Linked DNA regions of Triticum aestivum: region 1 is linked to region 2. A link is a contact called in public Hi-C data. All regions are on one chromosome and are shown on one strand. Each heading gives the region's core, a stretch centred on a gene start, on an enhancer-like site or on the middle of the called end of the contact. The rest is flanking DNA. Distances are from core to core; before and after follow the strand shown.

The links. Hi-C and Micro-C count contacts between places; a contact is called where the count stands out from the background.
Region 1: a Hi-C map of leaf shows a contact between it and region 2, with 4 times the contacts expected there. The contact joins the promoter of LOC123062078 here to the promoter of LOC123062076 in region 2. A contact is called at or near these places in 2 of 5 Hi-C or Micro-C datasets (both in leaf).

What each region holds. Positions count from the first base shown.
Region 1 is chr3A:533,363,835-533,369,266 of IWGSC CS RefSeq v2.1, forward strand. LOC123062078 (ATP synthase subunit epsilon, mitochondrial) reads left to right here and starts at 3,575. Exons shown (of 2, transcript XM_044485414.1): 1 at 3,575-3,982. The coding sequence starts at 3,796.
Region 2 is chr3A:533,035,996-533,041,862 of IWGSC CS RefSeq v2.1, forward strand. LOC123062076 (28 kDa heat- and acid-stable phosphoprotein) reads right to left here and starts at 3,044. Exons shown (of 8, transcript XM_044485411.1): 1 at 2,801-3,044; 2 at 1,971-2,008; 3 at 1,602-1,682; 4 at 1,433-1,516; 5 at 1,132-1,166; 6 at 492-577; 7 at 122-187. The coding sequence starts at 2,867.

The sequences.
Region 1 (5,432 bases), core at 2,325-4,824, 330 kb after region 2:
CTGAGCCGATATGTCATCTTGAAATTTACGAAGTCACCGTAGGCGTATCTCTTCTCTCTCAAAAAAGTCACCGTAGGCGCCTCATCGTCGACGGGAACGTCTCATTTCACTGAAAGCGCATCACCGAAAATTCTGAAATAAATCCAGGAATAGTGTGAGCACCAGGACTTGAATTATTGTCCCTCTAACCATCTACGTTTTCTGGTTAAACACCATTAGTGCAAAAGATATGTATTTAAAGTGTAACGGAGAAATAGATCTACAAAATTCTGTAGCAGACAAAACACCCACCATAAGTACAATGCTAAGCGTAGCTCACCAGAATCTTCCAGTCTCGTCCAAATTTTTCATAACAGTCAAAAACAATAAATAACCCTTTTTGAAATACACGGTAGAATCATGTAGAGTATTATTTTCTCTCGAAAGATTTGTCTATTTTCATGCAGATGCAGAGCAGAAAGTGCTCGCCTTTCAGTCTCGTCCAAAAATTTCGCCTGGCTTACTAAAAATAAGCATCCAAGTCACCTAATAGCCCATCGTAAGCCATCGTAATTTAAACTGAACAAAATAATTAAATTAGTCTTGCTTTAGTGAGCCACATCTCTATTGTCAAAACTTAAGCTAATCAAAATAATTAATGTGTCCCTCCTAATTGATATATATACAAAATTATAATCTATAGGTACCATGCAAACAAGAAGTATTACAAAAGCATACATGTTAATAGGTGTGAACACATTTAATTTGAGTTTTCAAATTTTTTAAAAGTCATAATTTTTAAACCACGTGTCAAAATTAAGATCCGTTTTTACCGTTGGAACCCTCGCAACGTGCTTTTCGAAACTAGATCCCACAAGAATACGTTTCGATGATTTTTTGTGTGCAGCTTAGTCTTCGTTTGGTGCAACTGTTTAGTCGTTGGTGTGCAACTAGTTGACAGTCGATGTGCAACTTTTTTCTCTAACCATGGACATGCAGTTTTCACTTATGGCATCACCTCACACAACAATTCATGTATGACTATGCAAACGAGATTGTGCAACTTTGTGGCCATGCATGTGCGACTATGCTGACAAGAGTGTGCAACTCCATGGCCGGGCGTGAGCACCTCCCGTGGCAATTTATGTACGACTATGCAGACGAGATTGTGCAACTCTATGGTCGTGCATGTGCGACTATGCCGATGAGAATGTGCAACTCCACTGTCGGGCATGATCACCTCCCACAACATTTCATGTGCGACTATGCGGACGAGATTGTGCAACTCTGTGGCCATGCATATGCGACTGTGCTGACAAAAGTGTGCAACTCCACGGCTATGCATGAGCACCTCCCACGACAATTCATGTGCGACTATGCGGATGAGATTGTGCAACTCTGTGTCCATGCATGTGTGACTGTGCCAACGAGAGTGTGCAACCCCGCGGCCGTGCGCGAGCACCTCCCACGACAATTTATGTGCGACTATGCGCACGAGATTGTGCAACTGTGGCCATGCGTGTGCGACTATACCGATGATAGTGTGCAACTCCGCGGCCGGGCGTGAGCACCTCCCACGATAATTCATGTGCGACTATGCAGATGAGATCGTGCAACTCTGTGGCCATGCATGTGCGACTGTGCCGAGAAAAGTGTGCAACTCCCTGACCATGCGTGAGCACCTCCCACGACAATTCATGTGCGACTATGCGGACGAGATTGTGCAACTCCGTGTCCACGTGTGTGCGACTATGCGGGCGAGAGTGTGCAATTCCACCTCCGGGCGTGAGAACCTCCCACAATAATTTATGTGTGACTATGTGGACTAGATTGTGCAACTCTGTTGCTGTGCATGTGCGACTGCGCCGACGAAAGTGTGCAACTTCACGGCAGGGCGTGAGAACTCCCACGACAATTCATATGCGACTATGCGAACCACATTGTACAACTGTGTGACCATGCATGTGCTAACTAGGACTACTATATGTACAACCACAACTACTGTGGATGCCAACAAAAAATAGTAAACAATAGATCAATTTACAAACAGGCATTTAGTCAACTTAGCATCGTCTTGTTGTCCAACTGTGAATTTGCTTTCGCCAATACCACCGAGATACACAAATACAAGAGTTGGTTGATCGAAACGTGCACATAAGAAGCTAGCTACGATGGAAAGTAGCTGGATTGATAGGATCCACCGGCTGCAATACAAGTGCACGTAAGAATTGAAGATTACACATATCTCTCATCCCTTCCTGAGGCGCCGACCATCTGGTTTTGGCTTGCTGCCATGAATGGTTACAGTGGCTTCAGCTTGTAGCTGAAGAAGGCCGCAACCTATAGATGGGTCGCATGGCAGCGCAAGTGTGCAGGCAAAGACGAGGAGCCGGCCAGCAGCATAGGGAACCGGGGGAGTAGGCCCTGCCAGGCGCAGCACGCATCTCCAGGAGGACATGGACGGCCGGATGCATGATAAGCGCGACGCGTCTCACCGGGAAGTGGCTGGAGGACGGTCGAGTGGATAAGGTAAGCGACATTTCCAGCTGCATAAACTTCGCCGACCAGGTAACACCTGGCACGGCCGCACCGCACGCATCGGGCGATCATTATGGCCGCTCAGGGCTAAATTTCATGTTTTGACCATTTTTCCAAACCTATTTGAGATTTAATCCTAGTTTGGAAAAATTTCGAGATCTGACCCTTTTGCTACCGGTAGGGACTATGACGATAGGGTATAACAGCCTATCGCTAAGGACCTTGACGGTAGGGTTGCATGCCTTACCGCCAAAACCAGCCTAAATATTAAACACAGTGCGTGCTCGTACCTACCGTCAAAAACTTTGATGGTAGGGTTGTGGGCGGTAGCAAAAAGATTAGATCTCGATTTTTTTTAACTCAGGGTCAAATCTGAAATAGGTTTCGGAAAAGGATCAAAACACGAAATTTTGCCGCCGCTCGGTTCGCCCAAATCACATGCACGATGAAGTATTTGGGATAATTATATTAGCTTTGGTTAGGGTGCGCCACTGGACAATAGTGCAACATCCAAAGAACACGTGAGGGATGGACCCCCTCCCTAAAAACAAATTTAATATCGTTGTAAGCACATGACTCATATATCATATACTTCCTGCGCTTTTAGCTGGTCAAAGTCAAGCTTTATAAACTTTGACTAAATTTATAGACAAAAATATGAACATACACAATACACAATTCAATACCATTAATTCATTATTGAATGTGCTTTAAAAACGGAGTGGGTACAAAACTGATAAAAACAAATACTAGTACATGAAAAGGCCGAGAAAAATACTCCCTCCATTCCAAATTAATTAACCTTCGTTCCAAATTAATTAACCTCCACCTCCATTTGTCTAGACACAGATATTTATATCTACTTTCTCCGTCACAGTCTAAAAGACACAATTAAATTTATATGCACTTCCACAATAGATAAGGTTTGGTCCAATGAACCGTGACGAAGAAAGTAGTCAAAAATGAAAGTCAAGAAACTTGGAACGAAGGAAGCATGAATTGGAATGGAGCCCTGCCCCTCGCTTTATAGTTTATACCCGTCCGACCCTGCCCCGCCGAGCTCCGCGAGCGATGTGGGACTAATCGAACTGGGAGGTTTCGCGTCTGCGCCTCGTTCCCGACCGTTTGGGCAGAAGCAAAGAAGCCCAGCGAGAAGATAAAAGGCCTCAAGGCCCATTTCCCCATCTCTATCATCGGCGGCGGCGGCTCGAGCAGAGGAAAGGAAGCTTTCTACCCTAGCAGAGAAAAAAAAGCAGAGGAGAGGAAGCGGAGGCGACGATGTCGGCGATGACGGCGGCGGTGCCCTTCTGGCGCGCGGCGGGGATGACCTACATCGGCTACTCCAACGTCTGCGCGGCGCTGGTGCGGAGCTGCCTCAAGGAGCCCTTCAAGACCGAGGTCTCCTCCCGCGAGAAGGTCCACTTCTCCCTCTCCAAGTGGGCCGACGAGAAGCAGCAGAAGCCCAGTAAGTTCCTCGATCCGATCAAGTCCCTGTCCCGCGTCCTCGATCCGGTTTGATTTGCCTGGCTACGGAATGAATCCTAGGGTTCGTGGATCTGGCTTGGTACTGTTGGATGTAGATCTTGGTCTAGGTCTAGCGGTTTACATGTCTAGGTTGATCTGCTGGATTGAATACGATCTGATCAGCGCTGATGTTTGGTTGGGCCGCGCGTCTTCGCGTGATTCTGTTGCACACCTGCGTAGAAATCTGTGCGTCGTTGACGATGGCACAGATCTAGTGTGCGTCCTTTTTTTGCCTGTTGGTAGAAATGTGTTGTGAGGAGGGGAAAAAACTGACCTACGCAAAAGGATGATCTTAAAGTTAGCTGTCAGTGTAATATACAAGATTGTTGTGTCATCTGCTAAGGACTCTGGTATCAGCTCACTTGAGATGTATTGGGAATTTTAACTCATCCTATAGCCTGGAGCTGCTAGAATCGTAAGATTATGTTTTACAGTTTAGTACTTAGTATTACTTATTTGCTGGAAAATAGAGATGATTAACCATGAATGCATGAAGTAATACATAACGAGGATCCTACCCTGAGTGTGACCTTGCATAGGCTGGATTGGGCGGACATGATGGTCCTTATCGTCTCTGTTCTATGCAAAATTTTACCAGATAAAAAATATATCTATATTCCTTTAAAACCAGGAGAAACTGTGGCTCTGTTTGAAGATTAACTGTAGGAGCCCCACCTGAACTTCTATGCAGTCATGGTTATCGATTAATCTCTGCAAGCTTTTCGCAATAGATTTCTTTCCCCTGATGCAAGGAAAATATCATGAGCTTAATCTGTGGCACCACGTGGCTGCTGCGTGCACTAGAGCATTCGTGAACTCATGCTGACGATAAAGAAACCTCATGTGGCAAAGGCATGTGCAAGTCTACTAATAGAGGGGCTGGTGTGGTAATAATTAGCACCCGTAGTTTTCACTTTTCAGAGTCAATGCATCAGTACCTCATAGTTCTGCAAATGGCTCAAGATTTGTCATTACTCTATTTGTTGATACAGAGCTGGTAGCAAAGCAGAGGGAGTTTATTCGGCTGCATGCATGATTGCATGTGAACACTAAGTAGTGATCTATAGCAATACTGATTTCGTGTTTCACATAACTATCTATATTTCTATTGCAATTCGTGGATATTCTTCCAGGAACTGCAAAAGTAGATGTAGTTTGGTCTTGGAATGCTTAGTCCTTGTACAATGGGAGGTGCTTAGGGAGATGCTTAGTAAAATAAACCGAGTTCTTCTTAAGCACCGGTGCTTATTTCTACAGGACAGACGCTTAATTAAGCGTTTATCCTCTACAAATAAGCACCGGTGCTTAGAGAAAAACTGGTTTATTTCTCTAAGCATCTACCCCAAGCATCTTGCATTGTACAGGGCCTTAAGTGACTGTTATGGTTGCTC
Region 2 (5,867 bases), core at 1,794-4,293:
AAATACTTCAGCATGAGAAACTGATGAGACAGGTAGAGGTCAAAGACTATATGTGAATACGATATGTAGGGCAACGATGCTGAACTTAACATGAACAATAGACAAATATCAAGGGGCATACCAGCTTTCTCCTCTTCGCGTTTCTTTGCAGCATCTGCTCTTTGCTGCCTTATTAAAGCAAGACGTTCTGCATTTGCAAGACAATAGTTATGGCAATCTGCAACTTCCACGAATGCTTCAATATTGAATGTATGCAGGGCTTTAAAAAGTTGATGATTATATATGATTGGGCAGTAGCTGTGAGTTCACTGCTGCTGATATCAATACTCTATTCACTCAGTTCATTCACAAAACGCTACTCTCCTTATTGTGGTGTATGTTTCTGTGTGAGTCCAATCTTGTAGCAGTCCATGTGAAGAGTACATATATAACCATGGCCAAGAGACACCAAGAGAAGATAAGAGGTAAGCACAACATGGAAAAAATCTCACCCAAATCTTTCTTCGCCTGTTCTGTTTTGCCTTGCTCCTGAAGCTTCATATAGCGCTCATGAGATTTTTGTTTCTCGATCTCCTCTCTAAAAATAAACATGATAGCAGTGTGTCAGCAGAGTTGATGAAACGATTTTTTATAACAATGCAATGGGGCAGATCACAATGGTACGAACTTCGACATAATAGGTGTTGTGTTCTTTCCACTCACACACACACTCTCTCCCTTACAGTTTTACACGGAACTGTTTACCATGAAGACCATCTCTACATAAAGGTGAGTACCAACATAGTGACTAGAGACTAGAACGAATCTGAGATGTGCTACCTACAGACTCATGAGAACCTGCAAACCAGTGGGAATGACGTAATATAGAAGGTAATATGCTGACCACTAATATGTACCACCACATAGGTTTTGTTTATCTACTGATTCATTATATTAGTTTTTTTTTTTGCATGCCCACTTGCCCAGAGGCTACAAGTTCATGTTCCTCCATTTCTCAAGGTAGACACAGAAGCAGTGCACGAGCATTTGCAGCGAGATATGGTACACAAACAGAGTGTAAGACAGAAAACATGGAATAACCATCGCATTTCACAAATAGGAAAATAGCACAAGCTGATATAAGACAAGTACCTCTCACGCCTCGAGAGTTCAGTTGTCTTTCCAAGCTGAAACGTGCAAGCTTAGTTAGTTGGAGATATGTATGGCAATATTTTGTATCAACATGGAAAGAAGATTTTAAAGCTCATAAAGAGTTCCACTTCACTTTTCATGATTGAAAATAGCTGGGCAACGCCATTTGTATGACAACATAGAAAAGGCAATGGAGGAAAAGACGAGGAAACTTAATACTATCACCAGTGTGGCATGCTATTTTATGATATTTAGCCACCAGTAGTAAAGTCATAGATGCTTCTGGTTGTAACACACTTACATCAGCTTCTTTGGCTTTTATATTCTTTGCTTTCACCAGGTTTGGATTTTCGATTTGAATAACACCTTCAGTTCCTTTATGTTTCTGGAATATTATAAACTGAATCAGATTGGTAAACAATGAATCATGCACATGAACATGTACTTCCAAATGGATAAGTGCATAAAACCTTCTCTTCACCGTCGTCTTCGGATTCTTCGTCTTCAGATTCTTCCACTTCTTCCTCTTCCTCTTCTGCTTCAGCTACATTCTATATTAAAAAATATAAATCGATGATCAGAAAGGAGTATATCATGATCACATTTGCATTAAACGTAAACACTTCATCTATATGCACTCAAAAACTCTTGGTATTTTTCCCAAATGATTATGAAATCGGCTGTAACAATTGGAAAAAAAAACTACACAATCAGATTAGCAAATATAGGACCTCAGTGGCTATATGTTAGAATCAGAAGTTTATAATACAAGCACAACAAAGGCATAGGTAACCTAATATTATGTTGATGAAATTAATTCAATTCCGGAAGGTGCAAACCTTCTTAAACGACCGTGGACGCCCTGAAGTTCCAGAAGCTGCATTTAAAATATCAAATATAAGTCAAAGCTACACACGAAAGAATAGCAAAAGTAAAATTGCCAAATACAAATGACTCAATAGTCACTGAGGTGCAAACAAATATATACGAAGGCACCCAAAAAATGTTTTGTAGAGGTACGCAAACAAATTCAAATGTAGCATCTCTCTTGTATAATGCCTCGAAAACGCGTATTCGTCTGAGACTAGATAAATACATGGTGCTATTGATATCTCACTGCGTTTAAACTTCACAAATAAACTTTTTCTGTGAAGCTCTGATAAGAGTGAAAATGAATGGAAACTCCATTAACAAATCAAGGGAAGAAGCAAATGAAGTTGTCCAGTACTCCAGTCATGTGATGGAGAAAGCATCTAAACCTTAGGGAGGAAATACGCAAAATGTGTAGTCTATGAGCATCCAGAGGCTTGCCCACTGGAGGCCTCCGCCAGTGATCCAGACCAAACAAAAACGTTAACACTAAAGACGCACGGGATAGATCAACGAAGAACCCATCGTCGACAACCCATAGCATCATTGTAAGCAAATCGTTTTATGTTAAGCCATGCCTCCTAGTAAAACCAAGCATGTTGACGTCACCATGAGCTACCCTTATCCTACCGGAACACCGCAACCAAGCGAAAGAAGAAGAAGAAAAGCCTCCTCGCCGCAACATCAGATCAAGCAGTCGCCTGGACAACGGCGGCAGACAAAGCCCACTAGCTGGCACTGAATTTGACTACGACGGGACCGAACGGAATCGAGGAGGGGTGAGGGCTCAGGTCGTTACCGATCTCCTCCGGGGTGGAGAAGTTGCGGCGGCCGGTTGGCTTGCCCTTGAACTTGCCCCTGCCCATGGCGGCGGCGGCGGCGGCGGCGGCGGACGAGGAGAGAGGGGACGAGGCGTGTGGAGGAGAGAGGGGACGGGAAGCGGGGGTCGCCTAGTCTGTACGCTGGATGGGAATCGGGAAACCCTACTGTCACGGCCGCCTTTTTACAGTGGTGGGCTGGGATGGGAATGAGATTCAGTGCAGAAATGGTCAATTGGGGAATTCGGGGGTTGGGGCTTTTGGGGTGGGACCCGGGTGCGACCGCTCTACGGGAGGAAAAAAAGGTTTGTGAAATGAAATAATGAAATAAATACTTAAAAAGTCGGAAATGTTAGGCTGGTTGTAATGGCGAGTATCATATACTGATAATAGTGTATGATACTACCTCCCTAATGCATAGTACTATCATATATTAGTATCATATATTAGTATCATGTATTACTTTATTTATTGTCATGCATGACACAAAGTAGTATAACATTTATTATGATATGGTATCATGATATGATACTCCACCCTCTCTTTTTTCATTTAATGACATGACACCTCATCAAAATTGCCTAGTTGACATGCATGATACTAACTATGATACTACCACTATGACCAGCCTTAAAAGTTCGATGGCGGATTTTTAGGCATGCCGGATTGAACGTTTTCCATGACAGTTTATATTGACGTGAGGGTGACCAATTTAGTTTGCAAGTACAATTATTTCCTAGAAGATAAATTTCGAAAACAAAGTCTTTCTCTTGTTTTGGTCTTTGCGGGCTATTTGGGTGACCAGAAAGAGCCTTGCCATGACATTTTCTCTTATCCTTGTTCGACACTACATATCAAATTGTCTACGGATGGAACAACAATGCAACATGCCTCACTGAATCTCGCATCGTAATAGGGATGGCACCATGAAATGACGTACGTGCAATAGTTCGACGGACGCAGCTCCTCTGACGTGTCGTTGGCCCACTGACATGTGGACCCGGGCCCACATGTCAGTGGCCCAACGGCAGGGCACCGTACGTCAGAGGATCCCTCTCCTAGTTCGACGTGAGCAATGACTTTCAAGGGTGGCGGTGTCTCGGTCTAGGGCCTCTTACCATGTCAGATTCCTAGTCTGGTGGGCCAGGCTGAGGTTCCATAGGTCGGTTACATCTTGGGCCATATTAGGCGACCCATGGAGGATTATACGAAGACTCCAGAAGAGTTGATATATAAGCCAGAGATACCGAGGTCGTGGAGGACTCTACCTCCACCGACATAGCCAACTAGGAACAATAACCATAGAACCGCCGCTATGCTATATAAGTTGGGGGTCGGGCTCGTCGATAGACACATTACAATCCCTTGGTATTCACCTATACTTTGTACACACCCCAATCGCAATATACACGGGTAGGAGTAGGTATAATCTCCATCGTGAGAGCCTGAACCTGGTTAAAACCTTACTTCCTGTTACCATCCAACCCAAATCACCTGGCTAAGATACCCTACCAAGGGATCTGCTGGATCTAGCTCCGACCATAGGCTGGCATTCGTTGGGTTCAAAGCCTCTGTAAAAAAACGTTTTTGTTTTTCACATGCCGAAGGGGAGTGCGACCCAGGGTACAAGCTATATTGGTCGACATTCGCTCTGGGAGTCTCGAACGCATGCAAAGCGCGAAGTACGAGTGCTGGTAAGACCACACGTTCTCATACTGTGTGTTGTCTTTCGTGCTAACACAACGATTTGGTGCAGATTTGATCGATTTCGTTTAGTTTGTTTCTTAATCTTTTTCAACCATCCTTATCTCGTGAAATCCTACGGCCTAACCCTCTTATATACCGCTCCAAGGCCTTCCTTCTCACACATAACAAAACAAAATCTCTCTGACCCTTTGTCAAGTTTGTGTGCAGAGAAGCCATGGTGCGTTCATGGGACGATTAGTAAACTTCTTCTCGGGAAGAGGAGAACCATGAGCTTGAAGGCCACAATCCACCACTTGGGATGAAGAGAGAGAGAGAGAGAGACCATGTATAGGATCGAAAGTATGCCTAGAGGGGGGTGATTAGACTACTTGACCAAATAAAAATCTAGCCTTTTCCTAATTTTAATTCTTGGCAGATTTTAGCAACTTATCACAAGTCAAGCAATCAACCTACACATGCAATTCTAAGAGTATAGCAGCGGAAAGTAAAACAATTGCATATGAAGGTAAAGGGAGGAGTTTGGAGGGAGCAAACGCAATGTAGACACGGAGATTTTTGGCGTGGTTCCGATAGGTGGTGCTATCGTACATCCACGTTGACGGAGACTTCAACCCACGAAGGGTAACGGTTGCGCGAGTCCACGGAGGGCTCCACCCACAAAGGGTCCACGAAGAAGCAACCTTGTCTATCCTACCATGGTCGTCGCCCACGAAGGACTTGCCTCACTAGGGTAGATCTTCACGAAGTAGGCGATCTCCTTGCCCTTACAAACTCCTTGGTTCAACTCCACAATCTTGACGGAGGCTTCCAAGTGACACCTAACCAATCTAGGAGACACCACTCTCCAAGAGGTAACAAATGGTGTGTTGATGATGAACTCCTTGCTCTTGTGATTCAAATGATAGTCTTCCCAACACTCAACTCTCTCTCTCTCTCTCATAGGATATGATTTGGTGGAAAGATAATTTGAGTGGAAAGCAACTTGGGGAAGGCTAAAGATCAAGATTTATGTGGTTGGAATGGAATATCTTTGTTGGAAATATGCCCTAGAGGCAATAATAAAATGGTTATTATTATATTTCCTTGTTCATGATAATTGTCTATTGTTCATGCTATAATTGTGTTATCCGGAAATCGTAATACATGTGTGAATTACATAGACCACAACACATCCCTAGTGAGCCTCTAGTTGACTAGCTCGTTGATCAAAAGATAGTCATGGTTTCCTGACTATGGACATTAGATGTCATTGATAACAGGATCACATCATTAGGAGAATGATGTGATGGACAAGACCCAATCCTAAGCATAGCTCAAAGATCGTGTACTTCGTTTGCTAGA